Linked DNA regions of Zea mays: region 2 is linked to region 1. A link is a contact called in public Hi-C data. All regions are on one chromosome and are shown on one strand. Each heading gives the region's core, a stretch centred on a gene start, on an enhancer-like site or on the middle of the called end of the contact. The rest is flanking DNA. Distances are from core to core; before and after follow the strand shown.

Region 1 (4,383 bases), core at 547-3,046:
ATGACAACAACAGGGGTTTTGTGCGAAGGATACAAGAATATGAAGTTAAGGAGGCGCTAAAAAGGATGAAGGTAGGAAAGGTGATGGGCCCTGATGGTATCCCTATCGAGGTATGGAGATGCCTTGGAGACATAGCGATAGTATGGCTGACTAAGCTTTTCAACACCATCTTTCGGACAAACAGAATGCCCGACGAGTGGCGGCGGAGTACATTAGTACCAATCTTCAAGAACAAAGGAGATGTTCAAAGTTGTACTAATTACCGTGGAATTAAACTCATGAGCCATACAATGAAGCTATGGGAGAGAGTCATTGAACACCGCCTGCGAAAGCTGACGAGCGTGACCCAAAATCAGTTTGGTTTCATGCCCGGGAGATCAACTATGGAGGCCATTTTCTTACTAAGACAACTTATGGAGAGATTCAGAGAACAAAAGAAAGACCTGCATATGGTCTTCATAGACTTGGAGAAGGCTTATGACAAAGTACCCAGGAGTGTAATGTGGTGGGCCTTGGAAAAACACAAAGTAGCAACAAAGTACATTAATCTTATTAAAGATATGTACACTAATGTTGTGACAAGTGTCCGAACAAGTGATGGGGACACCGATGACTTTCCAATTAACATAGGACTACATCAAGGGTCGGCTTTGAGCCCTTATCTTTTCGCTTTGGTGATAGATGAGGTCACAAGGGACATACAAGGAGATATACCGTGGTGTATGCTTTTTGCCGATGATGTGGTACTTATTGAGGAGAGTAGGAGTGGTGTTTCGCAAAAGTTGGGATTGTGGAGGCAGACGCTGGAAGCAAAAGGTTTTAGGCTTAGTAGGTCTAAAACGGAGTATATGAAGTGTGATTTCAATGCCATGGGGTATGAAGATGGCGATGTTAGTCTTGATGGGCAAGTGGTACCCAAGAAAGACACTTTTCGTTACTTAGGATCAATGCTTCAGAAGGATGGAGACATCGATGAGGATGTCAGTCATAGAATTAAAGCTGGATGGTTGAAGTGGCGGCAAGCGGCGGGTGTCTTATGCGACCCCCGGGTGCCACACAAACTAAAAGGCAAATTCTACAGGACAGCAATCCGGCCGGCTATGTTGTATGGAGCAGAATATTGGCCCACTAAAAGACGACATGTCCAACAACTGTGTGTGGCAGAGATGCGTATGTTGCGCTGGATATGTGGCCACACAAGGAGAGACCGAGTCCGGAATGATGACATACGAGAGAGAGTAGGAGTGGCGCCAATTGAGGAGAAGCTTATGCAACATCGTTTGAGATGGTTTGGACATATCCAACGAAGACCTGAAGAGGCACCAGTGCATATCGGAATAATTAGGCGTCCCGAGAATGTGAAGAGAGGTAGAGGTCGACCAACCTTGACGTGGACAGAGGCAGTGAAGAGGGACCTGAAGGAGTGGAATATTGATAAAGAGCTCGCCGTGGATAGGAAGGGGTGGAAGTGTGCAATTCACGTGCCAGAACCTTGATTTATAGTTCCGCTTTTCCTCCTTAATCGTTTGACCTTTTCTTGTGCCCATTTAGACCTTGCTGGTTCTTGTGGGTTTTATCTCTTTTATGTGTTCCCCCGTTTCGTCGTTTTCGGTTCTCCTTTGCCTTTGTTTCCCCTGTTTTCTTTGGGGGTTGAGCTCTGAGGTTTTCATACAGGGTTTCATCTCTAGCCTACCCCAACGTGCTTGGGACAAAAGGCTTTGTTGTTGTTGTTGTTGTTGTTGTTGTTGTTGATTTTGGAACGGAACTGAGGATGTGAGGTGACAAAACAATCATCAATACCAAGGTCCCCGTGCACAGAGCCATTGAGAAGGGACGATTAATCGTGGTGCCCGAAGACATACGGACAGGCATGGAAGGAAGAATCGATGCCTATATATGCTGTAGGAGTACGTATGTGATAATTAAATCTCTCTCTCAGCCGATAATCGTCAGGTGACATTAAAGTTGCGTAACTCCTCGATCGGATTCACTCATGGCGGCGACTGGATCAGGCAGCGGCGGCGGCAGACAGAATGAGGAGGCGAGGCAGCGGTGGAGCCTGGCAGGAAAGACGGCACTAGTCACCGGAGGAACCAAAGGGATCGGGTAGTAGTAGTACTATACGTGCGTGTCAATCATCTATGCATATCGAGTTCATGCTCATGTCGATCGATGCATGCATATATATGATGCAGGCTTGCGATCGTGGAGGAGCTGGCGAGCCTTGGCGCCAGGGTGCACACCTGCTCCCGCACTGCCGGAGACCTGGACGCATGCCGGCGCCGCTGGGCCGACAAGGGCCTAGTCCAAGCCGGCGACGTGATCACCACCTCCGTCTGTGATGTGTCCTCGGAGCGCGACAGGGAGAGCCTGGTGGCCACCGTGCGCGACATCTTCCACGGCAGCCTCCACATCCTCGTCAACAACGCCGGCGGGTCCCTGTACAGGCCGGCGGCGGCCACCACGCCCGACGACTACGCCCACCTCATGGCCACCAACCTGGACTCGTGCTTCCACCTCAGCCGCCTCGCCCACCCGCTCCTCCGGCGGGCGGGCGGCGCCGTGGTGGTGCACATGTCCTCCGTGGCGGCCTTCGTCGCGTACCCGGCGCTGTCCGCCTACTCGGTCAGCAAGGGCGCTCTGCAGCCGCTCACCAGGAGCCTCGCTGCCGAGTGGGCGCCGCACGGCGTCCGCGTCAACTGCGTCGCGCCAGGGGTCATCGACAGTACAGGCATCTCTGGCACGACGCTGGGCGACGCCAGCAGGGCACGGAGGCTGGCGGAGATGGAGATGTCGCGGGTGCCCATGCGCCGCTTTGGCACGCCACAGGAGGTGGCCGCGCTCGTCGCCTTCCTCTGCATGCCCGCCGCCTCCTACATTACTGGCCAGGTCATCTGCATCGATGGCGGACGAACCGTTGCCGCCAAACTGTGAATGGATTGCAACCTCTGTTGCTACTCCAGCTTGCGAATTGAACAGTCACTGCAGATCAATTGTGTGCGCGTGTACGAGGAACAATGCAATTCCGGAATCGATTACCAACAAAATACACAAGCGTGCAGAGGAAAGTTTCTAGGGTGCAAAGCTACCCCCACCATCGCTGACGACTCAATTCAGATGGTTATTACTGCTGCCAGGCCATTCCATATGTATACATCCCGTCGAGTCACGAAAGAAACGCAAAGCAAACCACCAGGAGGAGATGACAAATCATCAAATTCAGTTCATGACAGACCAGGGCCACCAGGGCCTCATTCTTGATCATAGCAAACACAGGAAATCAATATCTCAACCTATAGTATCGATGGTCAGGAGATAAACTGACTGTTTCTAGGGTGCATCCATATCTCCTTCCATGAGTGAAACTCTATCGCCAGTCTTGCTGAGCAGCTTCCACAATCTACAGATTTTTCCCTTCTTTCTCCTCAATGGTCTTTGCCTTGCGATAATCCTTGTCCGTGCCGAACAACCTGAAACACGACCAATGAGTTCAGACTTCAGAGCCCCTGCACAGCTCAACACAGTCATGCCACGGATCCTTACCAGTCCATGTAAACAAATGTTGAGGCATAGTTCCCTGACTTTGTGTACAGCACACGGTGATGGTAGTCATGGAAGTCCGAGCTATTCACCATGACAAAAGCTCAGCAAATGGCCAGACGTTCAGCTTCAAATAAACAAGCACAATCTCTTTTAAGGGGGGGGAAGGAAAACAATGATCTAGCTTACTTACCCGCCATACAGCGGCAGGAAATTTGATGGGCTCCATGGGAAGTGATAGCCGCTGTGAGCTTCAACTGTCTCCAAAACCCTCAACACCATCCACAGCCACAGGGTGAAGAGATGAGGGCCAGTAAGAGCAGGACCAACAACTGTGGCGAATCCCAGGAACAAAATTTCAGCTGGGTGGGCATATTCCGATGTTAAACCAAAGGGTGTGGCGTACCTGCAAGGATTCATTCTGTCATTGACTAGAAAGTGTTGCAACATGTAAAGCGAGATGTAGTGAAGCAGTATCACTTACTCATGGTGGACGCTGTGAACGTGTTTGTATAGCCATTTCGTATGCAATGCCCTGTGCCCCCAATAGAATATAAAATCCTCAAGGACAAAGTAGAAAAGAACTTGAGATACAACAACCGACCTGCAAAAAAGGTGTTGGTGTGCTGAGATAGTGAGACGAGAAGAATACTAGTAATAACGTAACTTAATAGCTCCTTTACATAGGAGGAGAGAAGTGAGTGCATACCAATGTGGCAAAGGAAGAGAGCTCCTGAGACCCATGAATTTGAAGGCAGGATACGAGAAAATCATGACAGGCAGGTTCACACATACATGGTAGAGAATGAGGCGCAAGACACATCTGTTTTGGTAAGCAGAGGT
Region 2 (4,383 bases), core at 1,134-3,633, 700 kb before region 1:
TTTTTAACTAAACTAAACTACACAGTCCTCATGTTATACCAATAGGATTCCTAGAATACAAATCCTCAACTATACTGATAGACTGGTCACCAAGTAGCTTAGTAGTTTATAGAAGATGCTTTGTTTTGGGCCATGTTTGTATAGAAGAAAATCCATTACCATTTATGTATCTTCAGCATAGAAATCTCAGAAATCCAATCAAGTTCCTTGGCAGTATAGTCGATGGGGAGGCTTTCCCTTGAAACTACCACATACAGTTGTGCATTGTTTCTGACAGTGACCAGAACCTGAAAAAAGGAAATGGGGAATGGGTAAACAAAACATCAAAATGGACACCAAATAATCAATCTGAAAAACAAAAAAGTTTGACCAGTGATAGGTCCACTGGGATATATGAATCGATGTGACGACGTATCCAAATCTACACAGCATGTACCGTATAAAATATTGGACAGGGACAAGAACAGATATGATACCCCGAGAAGAAACAATTAAATAAGCACCACATACAAGGATATGGGGCCATGGTGACCTGAAGTTCAGATGAGCATACCTAAGGAAGATATTTAAATGTACGGCAGGTGTAGCACATACCCGTGAGCCAAAGATTACAACATGGTACAAACTCTGCAAGAATACAGTCTTCCCTTGAACTCCTTAACTACAATTGTTCCTACAATGCATTGAATTTTTTAACGAAGTGGTAGTTTTGAATTTTGAAATGATCATCATGTTCAATAACAAATATGTCGATGCTAGTCCTTTAGCTGTCCTAACAAGTGTTACAAGCTACAACCATACATCTATCTGTTTCACTGAAAAATTCTTTAGGCCTTGTTCGGTTGCATCTGGATCGGAGAGAATTGAGGGGGATTAAATCCCCTTCTACTCAATTTTGACTAGAAAGGGATTTAATCCTCACCAATCCCCTTTTTTCTCGAAATATCCTCACCAATCCCCTTCAATCCATTACTAACCGAACAAGCCCTTATGGATTTTAGAAGCAGCAAAAGACAGTTGGGTCATCAGTATCTTTGGAGAAAAAATAGTTGGATCCTCGGACTAGAATACACAGGCGAATATGGTGAATTATGGATGTTAATTGTAGGTAATAAATGAATTTCGCTCATACAATCACCTTGGAGGAATTGCACGAGAACTAGATAAAATAACCATACAGGCATACACAAAAAAAATACATGCTCCTTCAGAGGTGCATAGATATTGCAGAATTTTATCCTTGTGTTTCTGGGTTTAGTTTCAGTAAATTACATAAAAACTGCTGCAAGTCTGGATCTGAAGAATTACAATGCCTGTACTTTCAATTACTAGGCATTACTATTGCAGAGGTACATCTTCCTCGCCAAACCATTTTGGAGGATCATACCCATATCCACCTGCATATAAATCAGAGAGGTCTAAGTCCCACAAATTAAATGTTATGTGACACAGATCTATACATATATGAAAAATGTCAAACAACAGAGATAACTAAGCACATAGAGAAAAAAAACTACATACCAAGAGGATTACAACGGCAAAGGCGCCAAGCAGTCAAGATGGAACCCTTTACAACACCATATCGTTTGTACGCCTGCATAGAGTACTCACTGCAAGTTGGTACATATCGGCAGCTTGAAGGTAGTAAAGGTGATATTTCTCCTGTTCACGCAAAGCAGGGCTGATGATTAATCTATATAGAAATGGGATTGTTCTTAAAAGCAAGTTCACAATTATTGTGATGTTAATTATTATTTCTCAAATCCCAGGAATGAAGCAGGAAAAAAAAACTCAGACTGCAAACTACAAATGAACTTACGTTTGTAAAATTTTAGCATGGATAGTGCCATATTGACTCCAAAATCTTTGACTTCCTCTGCTGAGAATCACAATATGCACATAATGTAGTCAAGCAGGCCTGTTTGGAGAAGTATACGGAAAAAAACAACTAAATTTCAAGAAACAATGTTCAATCCACTATCTTCTAAAAAAACCAAGTGCTTAAAGAAATCATGAGATAAGATAACCATTTCTGAGAATTCCAGATCTGATGCCACTACACTGACCTTCGTCTTCAGCAACACAGTGGAGTCGCCATGCCGGAACCTTCCTCCACTTGTGGCACGAAGCACCGAAAGAAACTAGTAGAGATCGCGAAGTGAGCGTTAGATTTATCTGTTTCACAACCGATTGATATAATAATAAATCTCTAACTCGAGCGACGAGGGTGGGACGAACGGACTCACCTGTGCTTCCGGAGAGAGGCCGCGCAGCCGAAACAGGCACGAGGGAGGAGTATGCATGGGGGGCAGCGGCAGCCATGGCGGTGGCGGCGCGGGAACGCAGGCGGTGGTGGTGGTCGGTCAATCTCCGCAGAGTTTTTTTTTTCGGTTCTGGATAATGCAGTGGGATACCACTTTTTCAGGCTTTGGATCATTTTGCCCTTCTGGGCTTCAAGCAAGCATGGCCCAACAATTGAGACTAGACGATCCTTCACTCCTCTTCATTTTTGTCCCTTGGTCCATATTGTCTCTCACTTATATCATGCTTTCTTTTTTTTTATTCCTTCAATTTGTCGTCATTTACCACTTAATATTTAAAAAACAAATAATTCTCGTCCTTTTTCTGTCATCTCCCATTTTTATTTATTTATTATTATCTCATTTGGCCTAATTCCCCAACTCCCTTTGCTCCTAATTTGCAAGAAAATCCCACTGCAAACTGCTTCATACTCTCGACCAAGTGATTGTTCTTTCGTCCCTACACTGTTTTCTTGCCTTCTCAATCATACATTATTAATTTACCCTTTATTTTTATTAAAATATAAGATATAGATAGTTGTCACATGAATTTGGTACTTTCTTGTACTTTTCCTTGAGTAATCCTCCATTTTAAATTATAATTATGTATGACTTTTATAAATACATTGTTGTAAATTTAGAGAAATAAGTGACATGCTTTCAACATATTTAAATAAATTAAATATTCTAATTCCGAATAAAACAAGCATATAACTCAGATAAATGCCATATGTAATTATAACAGCAATGAACAGTAGCAATTCCAGGACATGAAAACATGTAATATAGCTACTCAAATCCAATTGCAAATTAAACATGGCAAGTAGATGAAGAAGGCAGATTAAACAAATAAACATGATTGTTTATATTAAAATATTACTCTCAAAATAGCGGGTTGCTGCAATAGACAGCCCTCCAACGCTAAAAAGTGATCAAAGATCCTCGACTAACGTGACAGTCCTATCTTACCAAAACATGGTTTTAGAACAAATATTATGAGCCTAGAAATCAAGCATGAATATTAAGATCAAAACAGTGTGCATAAGAATTAAGGAACAATAATGAACTTAAATAATCAGCTTGCACAATAGTAAGAAATAACTAGGCACAAATAATATCAATGCTGAAAATAACAACACACTAAAACCCAGACTGTCACGTCGTCTCACTACACCGCTATCATCATCGAGCAATCAAATCCGCCCACAAATTGTGCAATCACACCCAAGTAAATAATACTAGCAAATTGCACAAAATTACTCAAAAAATAAGCGAGGCAACGGGTAACTCACAGCACGTAGATTGTCTACGTGGGAAGACCAGCTCAGCGAACACGAAGTTCTGTCCCAGAAAACCAATTCCGCCGCCCACGTCCGGGCCTGCACGGCGGGAGGTGGACGGAGATACTAGAGCCGCTGCCGGAGCCGAGGGAGACGTCCACGGCACCAGCCCGAGAAGATGAACACCGCGCAGCAGAGAGCCCAAGCACCAGGCCACGGTGGACAATAATCAGAGCAGACAGAGCACCCAAACAGGCGCACTGGAATAGCAACAGAGCACAAGAAGTCACGAGCACAGCACCACCTCCTTCCTCCTTCAATTTCTATCAGCTAGGAACACCACCGGATGGCTGGGAACCAAACCAGTGAACCGAGCCGAACCACAGTAGCGAACAGAGAGAGGAGAAAGAGTCTTGCGTCTCTGAGGGATGAAGCCCTAGAACCAGGGGATCGAGTTCCATTTTAAGGAGCTGAGATGGGAGAAGGCAAACGGATTTCACCGAGATTCCGGACGAGCGAGCCGCGCGGATCGTCATCCGTTGAACGCCGCCGCCACCCAGACGCTTGGCCTTCTCCGAATCCGCTGGAACCGTCCGCTAGCCCCTCTACCCCATCTCGTACGCGTCCGTCCGATCCAAACGCGCAAGCCCCCAGCCGCTCGATCGTGGGCGCGCTCGCCCACGCGCGTTCCGCTCGGCCTGCGCTCGGCTGGCTGGCCTTGCTGGGCTGCTCGGCCGTGGGCCTGGAGCGGCCCAGCTCGGCTGGCTTTTCCGTTTTTTTTAAGAAAATAAAGGGAAAATACT

What was found. Hi-C and Micro-C count contacts between places; a contact is called where the count stands out from the background.
Region 2: a contact with region 1 is called in a Hi-C map of endosperm, with 3 times the contacts expected there. The contact joins the promoter of LOC100276648 here to the promoter of LOC103655008 in region 1. A contact is called at or near these places in 3 of 25 Hi-C or Micro-C datasets (ear, endosperm and tassel).

The regions. Positions count from the first base shown.
Region 1 is chr4:639,511-643,893 of Zm-B73-REFERENCE-NAM-5.0, reverse strand. LOC103655008 (tropinone reductase homolog At5g06060) reads left to right here and starts at 1,796. Exons shown (of 2, transcript XM_008681830.2): 1 at 1,796-2,106; 2 at 2,196-3,401. The coding sequence starts at 1,994. The coding sequence ends at 2,934. It overlaps LOC542766 (c-4 methylsterol oxidase), which reads right to left. Exons shown (of 7, transcript NM_001279592.2): 3 at 4,250-4,383; 4 at 4,025-4,144; 5 at 3,734-3,946; 6 at 3,544-3,624; 7 at 3,102-3,470. The coding sequence ends at 3,401.
Region 2 is chr4:1,341,835-1,346,217 of Zm-B73-REFERENCE-NAM-5.0, reverse strand. It overlaps LOC100276648, which reads right to left and starts at 2,383. Exons shown (of 5, transcript NM_001150385.2): 1 at 2,247-2,383; 2 at 2,067-2,141; 3 at 1,820-1,879; 4 at 1,522-1,662; 5 at 1,244-1,397. The coding sequence starts at 2,322. The coding sequence ends at 1,339.